Regions from separate parts of the Mus musculus genome. Here regions 1 and 2 are each linked to region 3. The links are chromatin contacts, called in public Hi-C maps. All regions are on one chromosome and are shown on one strand. The core of a region is the stretch at or near the end of the contact, and the rest is flanking DNA. Distances in the headings are between cores, read along the strand shown.

Region 1 (4,443 bases), core at 908-3,407, 97 kb after region 3:
CCTAGTGCTGGAAATTGGGCAGAAATTGCTGAGCTAAAAATATAGTTATAGCTGCACATTATTCTAACGTTGTAACTTTTTCTTTGAGGATTGGCACAGACTTAGAGACAAGGAGCATTCTAATTTGTAATAAAAATGTCAGGCTGGATGTTTGTTGCTGCTTTTGAGAATTTAAGCTGGTTTGCACTCTCAAATTCCATCAGTAATCCTAGATTTTAAATGTTGAATATTTTGTTGTGTAATCTAAGTCTTAATTCTTGTTTGTTTATTTTGATATTTTACTCTCCCCTCATAGAAAAACAGCTGTGTGTCACTTCAGTACACTTGACCGGTGACATCTGGGCTAATGTGTTTATTTTAGTTAGAGCTCTGTTCAGAAAGCAGGCCAGAGATGGAAGTCTTGTTTGTGCTCTTGTGTGTGCTTTCTGTGACAATCAACGGCGCTTATTTAATCCCTTTGACAGCACAACACAAATGAAAAGACCGTCTATATACAGTTGCCTGGCTTGTGATGGGAGCCAGGGTGGGAATTAAAAAGATAATGCTAACTTGTCTTCTAAACCTGGGTCCCGTGAGAGCACAGAGGGAACACTAAAACAATTAAAGTCGTTCGTCACCCTAAACAGGTACAATGAAGACCACCCAGGACAACCACCATCACCAAGGCCAGTTAACCTTATCTGATAGCAAATCCCTCTGAGAATTCTAGTGCGTTATCGATGGAGCACTGAACCAAGGAATGACAAGTATGGGTTCTAATATTGGGCTCAGCACAATACTTATGTAGGGTCACAGCAGGTTAAAGTCATGTTAGGACGCAAGACAGAGCAAGGGAGACTGGACGAAGGGTGTGAGCAGGAATACTAGACAGGAAGTCACTAATGGTCAACTTTGTTATTGGGTAGGTAGTGTAACAAATCAAAAGAAGGTAGCTCTTGCAAGGGAATCAGAAGCCAGGAGCCTGCCAGTATGAGATGGAGCGTGGACTGGGGTGTGGGCTGCAGTGTGAGCTGGGGTGTGAGCTGGGGTGTGGGCTGGGGTGTGAGCTGGTGTGTGGGCTGGGGTGTGAGCTGGGGTGTGAGCTGGGGTGTGGGCTGGGGTGTGAGCTGGTGTGTGGGCTGGGGTGTGAGCTGGGGTGTGAGCTGCAGTGTGAGCTGGGGTGTGGGCTGGGGTGTGAGCTGGGGTGTGAGCTGCAGTGTGAGCTGGGGTGTGCGCTGGTGTGTGAGCTGCAGTGTGAGCTGGGGTGTGGGCTGGTGTGTGGCCTGGGCTATGAGCTAGGGTGTGAGCTGGGGTGTGAGCTGGGGTGTGGGCTGGGGTGTGAGCTGGGGTGTGGGCTGGTATGTGAGCTGGGGTGTGGGCTGCAGTGTGAGCTGGGGTGTGGGCTGCAGTGTGAGCTGGGGTGTGGGCTAGTGTGTGGGCTGGGGTATGAGCTGGGGTGTGAGCTGGGCTATGAGCTGGGGTGTGAGCTGGGGTGTGGGCTGGGGTGTGAGCTGGGGTGTGAGCTGGGGTGTGGGCTGGTGTGTGGCCTGGGGTGTGAGCTGGGGTGTGAGCTGCAGTGTGAGCTGGGGTATGGGCGGGGTATGAGCTGGGGTGTGGGCTGGTGTGTGGCCTGGGCTATGAGCTGGGGTGTGAGCTGGGGTGTAAGCTGGGGTGTGAGTTGGGGTGTGAGCTGGTGTGTGGGCTGGGGTGTGAGCTGGGGTGTGAGCTGGGGTGTGGGCTGGGGTGTGAGCTGGGGTGTGAGCTGGTGTGTGAGCTGGTGTGTGGGCTGGGGTATGAGCTGGGGTGTGAGCTGGGGTGTGAACTGGTGTGTGGGCTGGAGTGTGAGCTGGGGCATGAGCCTACGTTGTGAGCTATGGTGTGAGCTAGGGCACAGCGAGGGCTCTGTTTCTGAACCAGGCTTTGATGTTACTGATGGCATCCGATGCTCTGGGATGTAGCTACTCTCTCATTTTAAGTTAACACCAATTCTTCCTGAGTCAATGCTCTTTGAAAACAGCTGCAGCTTCTCAAATCTTCGAGGCTACGTTTCTTGCCTCACATGTCTTTTTTCTGGAAAGTCCCTTTGAGGTCTTTCAGGAATCTGATTTAGCCCAGCAACTGTCAAAGCCCTAATGTATGGAAGGAAATGTGGGCGTGTGTGCAAGGAGCCTACAAGACAGAGGAGGGCAGGGTCTGCTCTCTGACCACTGCTGTGTAATACAGGGAGAGAGGCTAAACGGTGCTCTCATGCATGGGTGGGCACCATGTGAGGGTGGACGCCATCATGGGTGGGTGCGGTCCAAAGGGGGCATGCGCTATGTTTTAGGCGGAGGAGGAAATTTAAACATTGTTCTTTCTCCATCTTTTCTGCACGCTCTATCTTTTAATTTTTTGAAAACTAAAGACAGACAAGAGGATTCAGAGGACTTGGAAATGGCTGCCTGGCCGTAGGGGATCGGCCCTCACCTGTGACATCCCACTCCTTCAACTGTGCCTTGGCTCCCGTGAAAGCTTGCTCGTGGCATCTTCCTTCCATCGCATGCAGTGGGAGTTAGTAAGGTGTTCAGCCTGTTAGTCCTCAGCACGTTCCTGGTTGTTTGCTTTTTATGGTCTTTGTGCATCGTTTCCTTCTTGCTCAGAGAGCTGACACTAAGTTTTGACATTTGGTTCCCGTGGTAAAGGACCTGGGATATGGATACCGTCATCTTCCTGATCCCACAGATCCAGCCTGAGCCACAAAAGGCTTCTTTTGTTCCTCACAGGACTCTCCCCTCTGTGCTGCTGGAGGTACGTGAGGTCTGGGCAGAGGCAGGTATGGAAATCCACAAACAATGGATGCAACTGCAAGTGGTGAGTTTGAGGGTTAGCTGGTGAAAAACTGGTCTCCAGGCAAGTCTGAAACTCCTGGGAGAAAAACCCATAGTGGGCGTCTGAGAGCAAAATCTATTTGTTGTGTGCTTTATCCCGGGTAAAATGACTAGCGATGATGATGATGGTGGTGGTGGTGGTGATGATGATGATGATAACAACTAGAGTTGCTTACAGGGAAGTGAAAAGTGAATTTGTGACAATGGGTGAGATCTGTGGGATTTGGGTTCCTATGTGGAAAAAGACAAGCCCACCAGAACAGAATCAGGGAGCTAGGCAATGGTCAGGGCTAAACTCCTAAGCACTCTTACAAAGATAAGGTTCTCAGACTTCTTCTGATCCAAAGTCACACATATTTGTCTGTCGACTGTCAAAGTTTGACTCCCTTAATATTTCTGATGATAGAAGTAATTTTTGATATTTTAACTAAAAGCCAAGCATTGGATTTTACACATGCACACATGTACACACACACACACACACACACACACACACACCACGGGGACTGGAGGAGGAGGAGAAGAAAGAGGAACAAAGGAGCCACAAGAGAAAAAGCCAAGGAGAGGCGGAGAAAGACTTTGCACAGGTCATCGTCGTCGTCAGTGAAGAGCAGGAAGTCTTCATCCAAGCAGAGGGTGGCAGGCATCGTGGGCTGAGGTAGAACAGAAATCCTTTGGGGCTGATTCAGTCATGTCTTTACCCGGGTTACAATGCTGGTGTGTACGTAACCACGAAGAAAAGTAATGTTAGGAACAGAAAGCCTGCCAGGGGAACATATTTCTGATCCTATAATGGATACCAGAACAGCCCTCCTCAACCCCTAAATCTGTTATTGCTTTCTCCAGAGAACAGGCCATTCGGACTGAAGGTGACCTTGGAGAAGGTTCTGCGAAGCCTGGCTCATTTCCAGCCGACTGAGGAAAAGCAGGAGACTGTATCGGTCAACAGCGGAAGTCCTCAGCTCAGCTAGAGACAGTGTTCCAGCTGCAGTCTGTTACCAGTGTTCTTCAGTCCCTCCTTTTCTCTGTGCCAGCACAGACAGACGGAGCTAAGTGACAAGGGTCTGCGCCACCCCAGGTCACAGTCACTTGTGCTCTCACCGCCCGTGTAGATGGGGATGCGAGGCAAGAGAGCTCCTGCAGAGGGGTGAGCAGGGGAACCCATGTGTGTTGAAGAGACGTGATAATAACTGCTTTCCATTTATCTTGCCTTAAACCCGTGGGCCAAAAGAGGCATTGTGACCTTCCACTTAAAAGGAATAACGGGATGATAAATCACCACCTTTTCTTTGTGTGTTTCCTACTTTGCCCTAATTTTATAGATGGAGTCACATACTTGGAATGCCTGTAATTTAGCTCTGAAGTCCATAGTGACTACATGCAGAGAGCATGCTGCTTTCGATATACTAATACACTTATGCCCTGGTGTGTTAAGTCACCTAGAAAGCCAGAGGAAGGAGCTTCCAGGCGGAGTGAGGCCACGTAGGGTGCTCTGTGCAGGGCATCCCAGCATCCCCACCTGAGCAAGGGCTAGAAGGGGGTCTGTGTGTAAGGTATCCCAACCTGAGAGCGAGTGGAAGCTCTAGAAGTTATTATC
Region 2 (4,185 bases), core at 640-3,139, 66 kb after region 3:
CCGCCACACTGTGCAAGTTCCACTTGGACGGTGCCCTGCCATGTCCACAGTGTTATCAGCGTCATGCATTCCATCGAGGGGGCAGCAATCCACTGACCCCATGGTGGTTTTGGCAGGGATGGGCAGGACAGTGCCCTAGCAATCTGTACCTACAGCGTGGGTGTGCCACCCGCTACCTTCTCTGGGGAGTTGTCTCACTGATGTGTTTGAGTAAAGAGCTCACACCCACCTGCATTTACACATGCACCCACACTCGAGAGCACACACTACACCTGCACACATACATACACACACGCACATATATAGTACACACACACACAGCATACACACACACATGCATGCACACACATGCATACACACACGCACATACACAGGCGCACACACACACAGTACACACAACACACATACACAAGAATGCAGTTTTTTTAAGCAAGCAAATGTTTTTCTGTGTTGTAGGATTTTTCCTGCTTTGCTCTCACACACACACGTCCGGCCCGTCATTCTCCTTAGGGGATATGCTGTGCTCTTCCTCCATGGTTCTGCGTGTCACAGATCAAGCTCTTCAGTGGGTGTGGGCTTGTCTGTAATCTGCTTTGTCAGCTCAGCAAGCTGGTCCCTCCTTGTCTCAGCACCAAAGGATCCGCTATCTTAGAGGAAAAATAGATCTGCCCACCTTGCTTATTGCAGGCCCCCCTTTAAAAATGGCTATTTTATTGAAAGAAGTCACCTTTTTTCTTTTGCCGAAATTTGATGTGCTTTTAAATCATGAACAGAAAGTGAATTTGCTGTCATCCTTTTATCTGTTTCCTGCTTTTATACCCCATGCTCTGTCTGATGACTGGAACATTGAGCCATAGGTTGTTAGTTCTCTGACTTACTGCTCTTTTTTTTCTTTGCATTTCTTTACGAATTTTGAGTAGGCCCTCCCCCCTCTCTCTCCTCCTCTCTCTCTCTCCCTCTCTGCCTCTGTGTTTCACGCTCCCACTCCTGTCTCTGTCTCTCCCTTCCTCTCTATCCTCCCCCACCCCCCACCCTGCACCTCATTCTTCACCTCACACACGCAGACCGGATGTGCGTGTCTGTGCTTGCTGAGATTTCTACATTTAGTTGATCCTGTTTATCAGTTTGTAGAGTCTCCCAACCCACGAAACAAGATTAGCGCTCTCTTCCTCAGTGTAGGTCGTCAGTTTGGGCAGCTGTACTTCCTAGATTTCAGTGTGTTCCTTCATGTCTTAGGTATATGAAATTGTTGTGTGTTTCAGATTTTGTTGTTCTTGGGAACAGGGTCAGATTCTAACTTCTGATTATTCATTGCTGCTATATCGAAATGGAGTTGACTATATATTAGTCTTTTCATCGTTCAACCTTGTTTAACTCATCTGTACAAATCGCTTTTGACTTAGATTCTTAGGATGAGTCTAGACAGTTTGTCAGACCTATGCTAGTGGCTACCAGCTTTTTTAGAGTCTATGCTGAGTGTCTAAGGTGTTCAGCAGTTCCTTCTGTGTGCTTGAAATTCAGTCCTTTGGAAAACTTTCAACAGTGGTCGGGTTTTTGATGTTATAAATATTCACTATATGTATGTATAGCTTAGAACTCGGCCAGGTCTCAGAAATCCTACCACGTCTCTCTCTGTGTACTTGCCTCAAATCCTGGCTCTCCCTGACTCCCCACCCACTGACCTGGCCAGGGAAATCCCGATCCTTACCTGGCAGAAGCACATTTTAAGGTTCTGGCCCCTTTCTTCTCTCAGAGACCACACTCCTGCCAGACTGAATGGCCGGAAACGGTGGTTGACGGATGCTTTGCCGGCTTAGCGGCTGCTCTGTCGCAGGATGGCTTAGTGTGGTACAAAGTTGTACTCAGCCCGGTCGTTCTGCTTTTAGCTCTGTTGTTCAGGTATCAACCACTGTGCTGCGTGCACAGAAGGATGGATGCGTGGTAAGCAGAGATTGTATAGCTTGTTCATGTATATGTTAGTTTCATGGGGATAAAGAGTGTGTATGTGTGTGGTGTCTGGTGTGTGTGTGTGTGTGTGTGTGTGTGTGATGTGTGTGGTTCGTGTGCGTGTGTGTGTGTGTGTGTGTGTGTGTGTGTGTGTGTGATGTGTGTGGTGTGTGCATCTGTGTGTGTGTGGAATGTGCATATGTGTGTGTGTGTGTGTGTGTGATGTGTGTGGTGTGTGCATCTGTGTGTGTGTGGAATGTGCATGTATGTATGTCTGTGTGTGTTTGTGTAGGTGCAGATATCAGTGCTGGGGATTGAACTCAGGACTTTTTTTTTTTTTTTTTTTTTGTTAGGCAATTGCTTTACCACGGGGCTACAACCTAAGCCTAGAGAATTACTTTTTAAAATGCAGCTCAAATGAATGCTTTCACACCGATGGCTCTTTATTTATTGAGCAAAGTGTGAGACCCCCAGAGCCCCCTGCACTTGAGCTACGCCTCTCTTCTCTGAGTTCCTCACTGGGTATCTTTGATGTGGAGAATTTTCTTGTGCATTTTTAAGATCCTATGGTAGAGGCATTGTTAAATTATGAGACAGCTGCCTGATTGGACTCGTATTGGGCTTTAGACACAGCCAGCCGCTTCACTTCGTGCACATGTGCCATGAGCTTGGGTTTTATTATGAGGTAACCTGTTCTGTGGGCTTTCTGTCTGGTCGTCCTAACATTGGATAAATGATTGGCCTAGGTGACTTCTAAATGTCCTTCAACCTGGAGATTCTATTACCCTGAGCAAATTAAATTTCAGCAAGAACGTCCTGAGTGCCATCTTTATAGTGTATGTTATCTCTGAGGAAAAACTGTCTTTGTCTTCAAAGCCCAGGATTTTGCTGGTGAGCTATTAGCTTAGCATGCAGTGGAAAACGGCACAACAATCAGTATGTACCACGGATGCCTGAGCTAGGAAATGTGATGAGAGGGAGAATGTCTCAGAGTCTGTCTGTCTGTCTGTCTGCCTGTGCATGTGCCTCTTTGTGTGTCTCTCTCTGTGTATGGTGTATGTGTGTGTCTCTGTGTGTGGTATCTGTGTGTAGTGTGTATGTCTGGGTGTGTGTGTGACTTTATGTGTCTCTGTGTGTGTGTTATCTGTCTTTGTATGTGCCTCCATGTGTGTGTCTTTCTGTTTTTGTCTCTCTGTCTCTTTCTCTGTGTGGTGTGTGTGTGCGCATGTGTGTGTGTCTGTGTGTCTCTGTGTGTTGTCTGTTTGTCTGTGTATGTCTTTGTGTGTGTGTGTCTTGTGTGTGTGCACCCGTGCGTGCGTGCGTGCGTGCGCACGCATCAGTGAGAGAAAGTCAGAGAATCAGCACAGAGGCCGCACATTCGCAGAAAAGGAGCGCCAGGGAGGCACGGAGCCTGGCACGAATGGAAAGCTCTTTGGTCTTGTTTTGAACCGCCTGGCTGAGTTAACACACTGTAGTAGTTTCACCAACCATGGCATTTTGTTAGCAAGTTCAGCCTGGTGGCAGCATAGTCACCTAGATTTGGCAAGCTTGGATTAACCCAAGGTGTCGTGTTCAATCACTTCTTAATGTCACAGTAGAGGGAGACTTTTTTAATGGGAAAGTCCTCACCCAGACTCTGAGCCACATCTCTGTGCAGCAAACAAGGCGGAGCTGCTGTTTGGGCTCTGTGGTCTGGAGGCTGCTGCAGCCTCTCACTGTCTGAGTCTTGTTTGTGTTTAGCTTACAGGGTCACAGTGAGGCTAAGACTGTCTTGTTGGGTGTACACAGTATTCCCTGATGTCCTTTAAAGTTCTACCATGGTGTTGGAACAATTCAGAGCACACTAATTTTTGTTTCATATCTTCAAGTAATATCAAATATACTTTACCTAAAAAGTTTAAATTTTCTGAAAAATAAAAACATTGACTGTGATCTAAATGAGTTATAGAGAATTTCCAAGGCATGGTTTGTTCTTGAAGCAGATGTAAAGACTCCTCTACAAGTATGAAAACACAAATCCTGAGTGTGTGTGCTGTGCGTGTGACTGTCTGCAGGCAGAGAGCGATTTCAACACTGCCATCCTTCTGTCGAATGCACCAACAGACCTGAAAATGTGCCCGACATGTGGAGAGCTTTTTATATAAGTCTTCAAATTTTCTAAAAATCCACCTTTAAAAATGCTTACCGAGCATGCCAACGTCCTTGCTGGGTGTACTCCTTTTCTGTGCTGGTTTGTTT
Region 3 (4,347 bases), core at 1,514-4,013:
ATGTTTAACTGTGTAGGTTAAGTAGTTTAGGATCTGCAGGGTTGAGAAGTTAACAGTTTTGAGATGTAGCTCACATACCCTAAACTTGCCCATATGAATGGTTTTCAGTTTTCACAGAGCTGAGCTTCCATCTACATATTTTAGAACATTTTCATAAAACCCAAAAGAACCCAGCATTCCTTAGCTATAACCAACCCACTCCCCCTGGCCTTTTGCAACTCTAAAACTACTTCCTGTCTCTTCAGGTTTATCTATCTCAAGCACTTCCTATACATGGAACCATATGATATGTCACCTCGAGTGAGGGTTTGCAAACTTAAAGGTCTAGGGCTCCATGATTTTTTCCCCATATGTTGTATGATGGTTTTTTCCTAGAGAGATACCCACACATACCCCCCCCCCCACACACACACACAAATCTACTCAGCATGGATATAGAGCCCACAGATATCACCAAAATATCGCTTGGTGAGTCAATGCATTGTATTAAGGTTACCTACAAGAATATAGGAGAGAGTTTTGGGTTTTTTGGGGATTTTGTTTGTTTGTTTGTTGTTGTTGGTTTTTTTTTTTTTTTTTTTTTTTTTTTTTTTTTTTTTTTTTTTTTTTTTTGGTTTTTTGAGACGGGGTTTCTCTGTATAGCCCTGGCTGTCCTGGAACTCACTTTGTAGACCAGGCTGGCCTCGAACTCTGAAATCTGCGTGCCTCTGCCTCCCGAGTGCTGGGATTATTAAAGGCGTGCGCCACCACGCCCTGCAGGAGAGGGTTTCTTACCAGAGCAGAAATAACTCAGTAACAAAGCCCACCCCAGCATGGGTGACAGTTCAGGAAAGCTGGGAACCTGGAGCACACTGAACAGCCTGTAGGCAGATCAGCAGGTTGGAGAGAGTCCTTTCCTGGTGACTTACACCTGTACCGAGCTGCTTGGCTTGTCTGAGAATGTTTCTTAGCTGTCTTGACTGTTTACTCTTGGGGGAGAGGAGGCTGGTGAATCGTGTCAGTTTCAGGGACTTCCTGAGACTATGTTGAATTGTTTAACTTGCTATGTTAGGGAGCTTCCCTGAAGGATAAAATGTTTCAATATGGGGGCGGTGTGTGGACCCTGCTACACAACACCAGAAAACATGAGGCGTCTCTTACCTAGTTGCATGGAACTTGGAAAACACTGTCTAGTAAGAAGCCAAAGGGTTGGCCTTTTCTAGGCCTTCATTGGTCCAGGCCTGTATTACACCAAACTCTGACGCTTCTTCAAACATCGAACATCCCACAGTAGACTCACATCAGACTCTCCCAGGCACAACTAGGATCTGTATGTCTTGCACACCAGCGATTGTATTTCAGTTGATTGCTGTGAGTATCCCCAATGTGTGAAGAGCCCAAGAACGTTTAGGGGCTTCCATGAAAGGCTCTGAGACCCACAGCTCATCCAGGACCCAGTCACTCCATCTGCCTGGAAGAGGCCTCAGCAGGATTCCCACCTGCTCCTCACACCATGCCAGGAATTATATGGACCTCCCGTTCTAATAGAGACCAAAGGAAACATTTCAATACAAACAACACAAACCTCTGAAGCTGCCCCAGCCTCTGGGCGCTGAACCTCACTTATCTGTGAAAGGGCAGTTGGGGAACTTCAAACCATCACTATGCCATTGATGTCCGGAGGAGGGTGCAAACAGCCCCAAAGCTCCTCTCAGCTCCCCTGCTTCCCTCTGCGGGCCTGAAAGTGGTCTCTCCCCAGGGATCAGAATAATTTCCTTCGGCTGAGTCTCATTGTATGCCTTTGATTTAGAGACACTTTTAGACACGTGAGATGCTAGGGCAGGTTTTCCTGGAGAGCTTTCTGAAGGCCAGCTTCTGCCCCGGGGGAGGGCTGTAGACTGGAGCAGCATTTGGAACACAATCCCAGCTGTTTTCCACTCTGCCAGTGGCCAGGTGTCTCACCTCCTCACTGTCTACCCCTTGTTGCTCGTTGCAGATAAAGAAAGGAAATTCTAGCCGGGCATGGTGGCACACGCCAGCACTCGGGAGGCAGAGGCAGGCGGATTTCTGAGTTCGAGGCCAGCCTGGTCTACAAAGTGAGTTCCAGGACAGCCAGGACTACACAGAGAAACCCTGTCTCAAAAAAAAAAAAAAAAGGAAATTCTGGGCCACCGTGAGATTTACTAGACGTGATCCAGCTGGCCCCTTTGTAGCTTCTTTCTTAGCCTTCATCCAAATTTTCCAAGCCCGGGCTTGCCACGTTGCTGCTTCCTGTAAATATTTTAGGGGAAGCCTGCCGGGCTCTGAGGAGTTTCAGAATGCTTTGCCCCAGCTGTTTAGCCACAGAGGCCGGGTTTATGGAGTCACTCATTCACTCTGACGGGTGTCTTGCAGCCTGCAGAGCCTGGCGGGAAGAAGGGAAATCTCCACATTTCATGGTTGTTTACCCAGCCCTCTTCCCCAAATACCCATTCTAGGACATCGTAAAGCTCAGTGCTCCCCCCGCCCTCCCCCGCTCCCATCTCCTTCATCTCTCCTTAGAAAAACCCAAACATGGCCTGCTCTATTTGTTTATTTACAAACCGAAGTGGCCAATCCATTTCCAAGCCGATGAAGCCCCGCTCATTAAACTGCTCTTGTTGACACTGTGTGTTTTGATCATCTGCGACCTTCGGTTTTCTGAGAGGCGGATGCTGTGTCTTCCTGTTTAAAGGGCCTGTGCGCATGGAGTCAAAAGCTAGGACTCACTGACCCAGATCAGCCCTGCCTGCGGTACTCTGTGGTTGGCAGCTTGCCTGAAGACCACAGCGAGGCTCCTGGGCTTTTTCAGAGCAGCAGCAGGCAAGCTCATCCGGAGCTGGGGAAGCAGCGGCCTCAAGCCGATGCTGCCAAGCGAAGCATGGGCGGAATCCATGCCCAGCCATTTCTCGTGCTCACAGCGCAGGGACGGGGGCGCCTAGCGGGCACAGGATGCTTTCCTGTGTGACAAAACAACTCCCCTGTTCCCCGAGGACGAGGAAACAGCTGAGAGGTAGAAGACAGACACTGTAGGTGCTGCTGTACACCACGGACGATACTGACAGACTAGAGCTCAAAAGAAAGACCATACAAGGACCACTAAGTTACTGGAGGACTGAGGTAGGCATGTGGTAGTGTTGCTGGAGGACACAGCCCCCTTTGTCAGTTCCTGGTCTTATAAAGAACTTTGGAAATGGACATGGGGTGGGGTATGGACGTGGTGGGTGTACTGGCTGGTTTTGTGTATCAACTTGACACAGGCTGGAGTTATCACAGAGAAAGGAGCTTCAGTTGGGGAAGTGCCTCCATGAGATCCAGCTGTAAGGCATTTTCTCAATTAGTGATCAAGGGGGAAAGGCCCCTTGTGGGTGGGACCATCTCTGGGCTGGTAGTCTTGGGTTTATAAGAGAGCAGGCTGAGCAAGCCAGGGGAAGCAAGCCAGTAAAGAACATCCCTCCATGGCCTCTGCATCAGCTCCTGCTTGAGTTCCAGTCCTGACTTCCTTTGGTGATGAACAGCAGTGTGGAAGTGTAAGTTAAATAAACCCATTCCTCCCCAACTTGCTTCATGGTCATGATGTTTGTGCAGGAATAGAAACCCTGACTAAGGCAGTGGGGAAGTAGAGAGGCGTCTCAGAGGTGAAGAGTACTTACTGCTTTTCCAGAGGACCTGAGTTTGGTTCTTAGCAGCCATGTGAGGTGTAAGGCTTGCAAGTGCCTGTATTTCCAGCTCCAGGGAATCTGGCATCCTTTTGTGGCCTCCTAGGGCATGTTCACTTTCACTCATGTCACACACACACACCCACACACACACACACAGACATACAGAGAGACAGAGTATTCTAAACAGATCCAGGAGGGAACGTGGAGCAGCTTACTGGGGTGTCCTGGGTGACAGGAGAGGCAAGTTGGCAGTCTTCACCACAGTCTAGAGGGTGACACCAAGACGAGGAAACAGAAGCATTAGGCTTCCTGAGAAGAAAACCAAGCAGACAGGCTCTGCAGTGAAAGCCTTAGAACTTCTGTTCGAGGGCTGCACTTTGTGGGGTCAGAAATACATGTGTCATTGTTAACGGGACAGTTGTTCTTTTTCTTTCTTATCTTGTCCTCCTGTAAGCCAAGTTTTCATCTCTGGCTTAGCCAGTCTTCCTTGGGTTATAAGGAGGACTTCCTCTTTGATGCTGCTATCTACATTACAAGAGGTTTGTTAACCCCCGACTGTGGAATTTGTGCTGGAGGATGCTGACCAGATAGACACATGTCCCAAATGGAGTCTGGGAGGCAGAAGTCTGCAGAGGGCTTCTCATGCATGCCTTTCTTCCTGCCTGATGTCTGCTGTTCTAGGAGTGAG

The links. A called contact is a pair of places that touch in the nucleus more often than the background predicts.
Region 1: a Hi-C map of uterus shows a contact between it and region 3, with 1.9 times the contacts expected there. The contact joins the promoter of 6720468P15Rik here to the enhancer-like site in region 3. A contact is called at or near these places in 2 of 484 Hi-C or Micro-C datasets (the Patski cell line and uterus) and 2 of 115 datasets of contacts at active chromatin or transcription factors (embryonic fibroblasts and pancreatic cancer cells).
Region 2: a contact with region 3 is called in a Hi-C map of embryonic stem cells, with 2.1 times the contacts expected there. The contact joins two enhancer-like sites. A contact is called at or near these places in 21 of 484 Hi-C or Micro-C datasets (the 63-12 cell line, the AML12 cell line, the C10 cell line and 11 more), 3 of 115 datasets of contacts at active chromatin or transcription factors (embryonic fibroblasts, embryonic stem cells and pancreatic cancer cells) and 1 of 9 other capture datasets (embryonic stem cells).

Annotation. Positions count from the first base shown.
Region 1 is chr19:57,506,407-57,510,849 of GRCm38.p6, forward strand. It overlaps 6720468P15Rik (RIKEN cDNA 6720468P15 gene), which reads left to right and starts at 2,158. Exons shown (of 4, transcript NR_040306.1): 1 at 2,158-2,538; 2 at 2,742-2,829; 3 at 3,693-3,993.
Region 2 is chr19:57,476,427-57,480,611 of GRCm38.p6, forward strand. All of the region lies in intron 4 of Trub1 (TruB pseudouridine (psi) synthase family member 1), which reads left to right. Among named protein-coding and RNA genes, the nearest start is that of Trub1, 26 kb to the left of the region's middle. Within about 2 kb of position 1,890, at least 12 of the 459 cell types and tissues checked have an H3K27ac peak or open chromatin away from gene starts, as enhancers often do.
Region 3 is chr19:57,409,213-57,413,559 of GRCm38.p6, forward strand. It overlaps Gm41874 (a long non-coding RNA gene), which reads left to right. Exons shown (of 3, transcript XR_877961.2): 3 at 1,976-2,060. Among named protein-coding and RNA genes, the nearest start is that of Gm41874, 6.9 kb to the left of the region's middle. Within about 2 kb of position 2,764, at least 156 of the 459 cell types and tissues checked have an H3K27ac peak or open chromatin away from gene starts, as enhancers often do. A contact at or near this core is called in uterus, where this site is marked.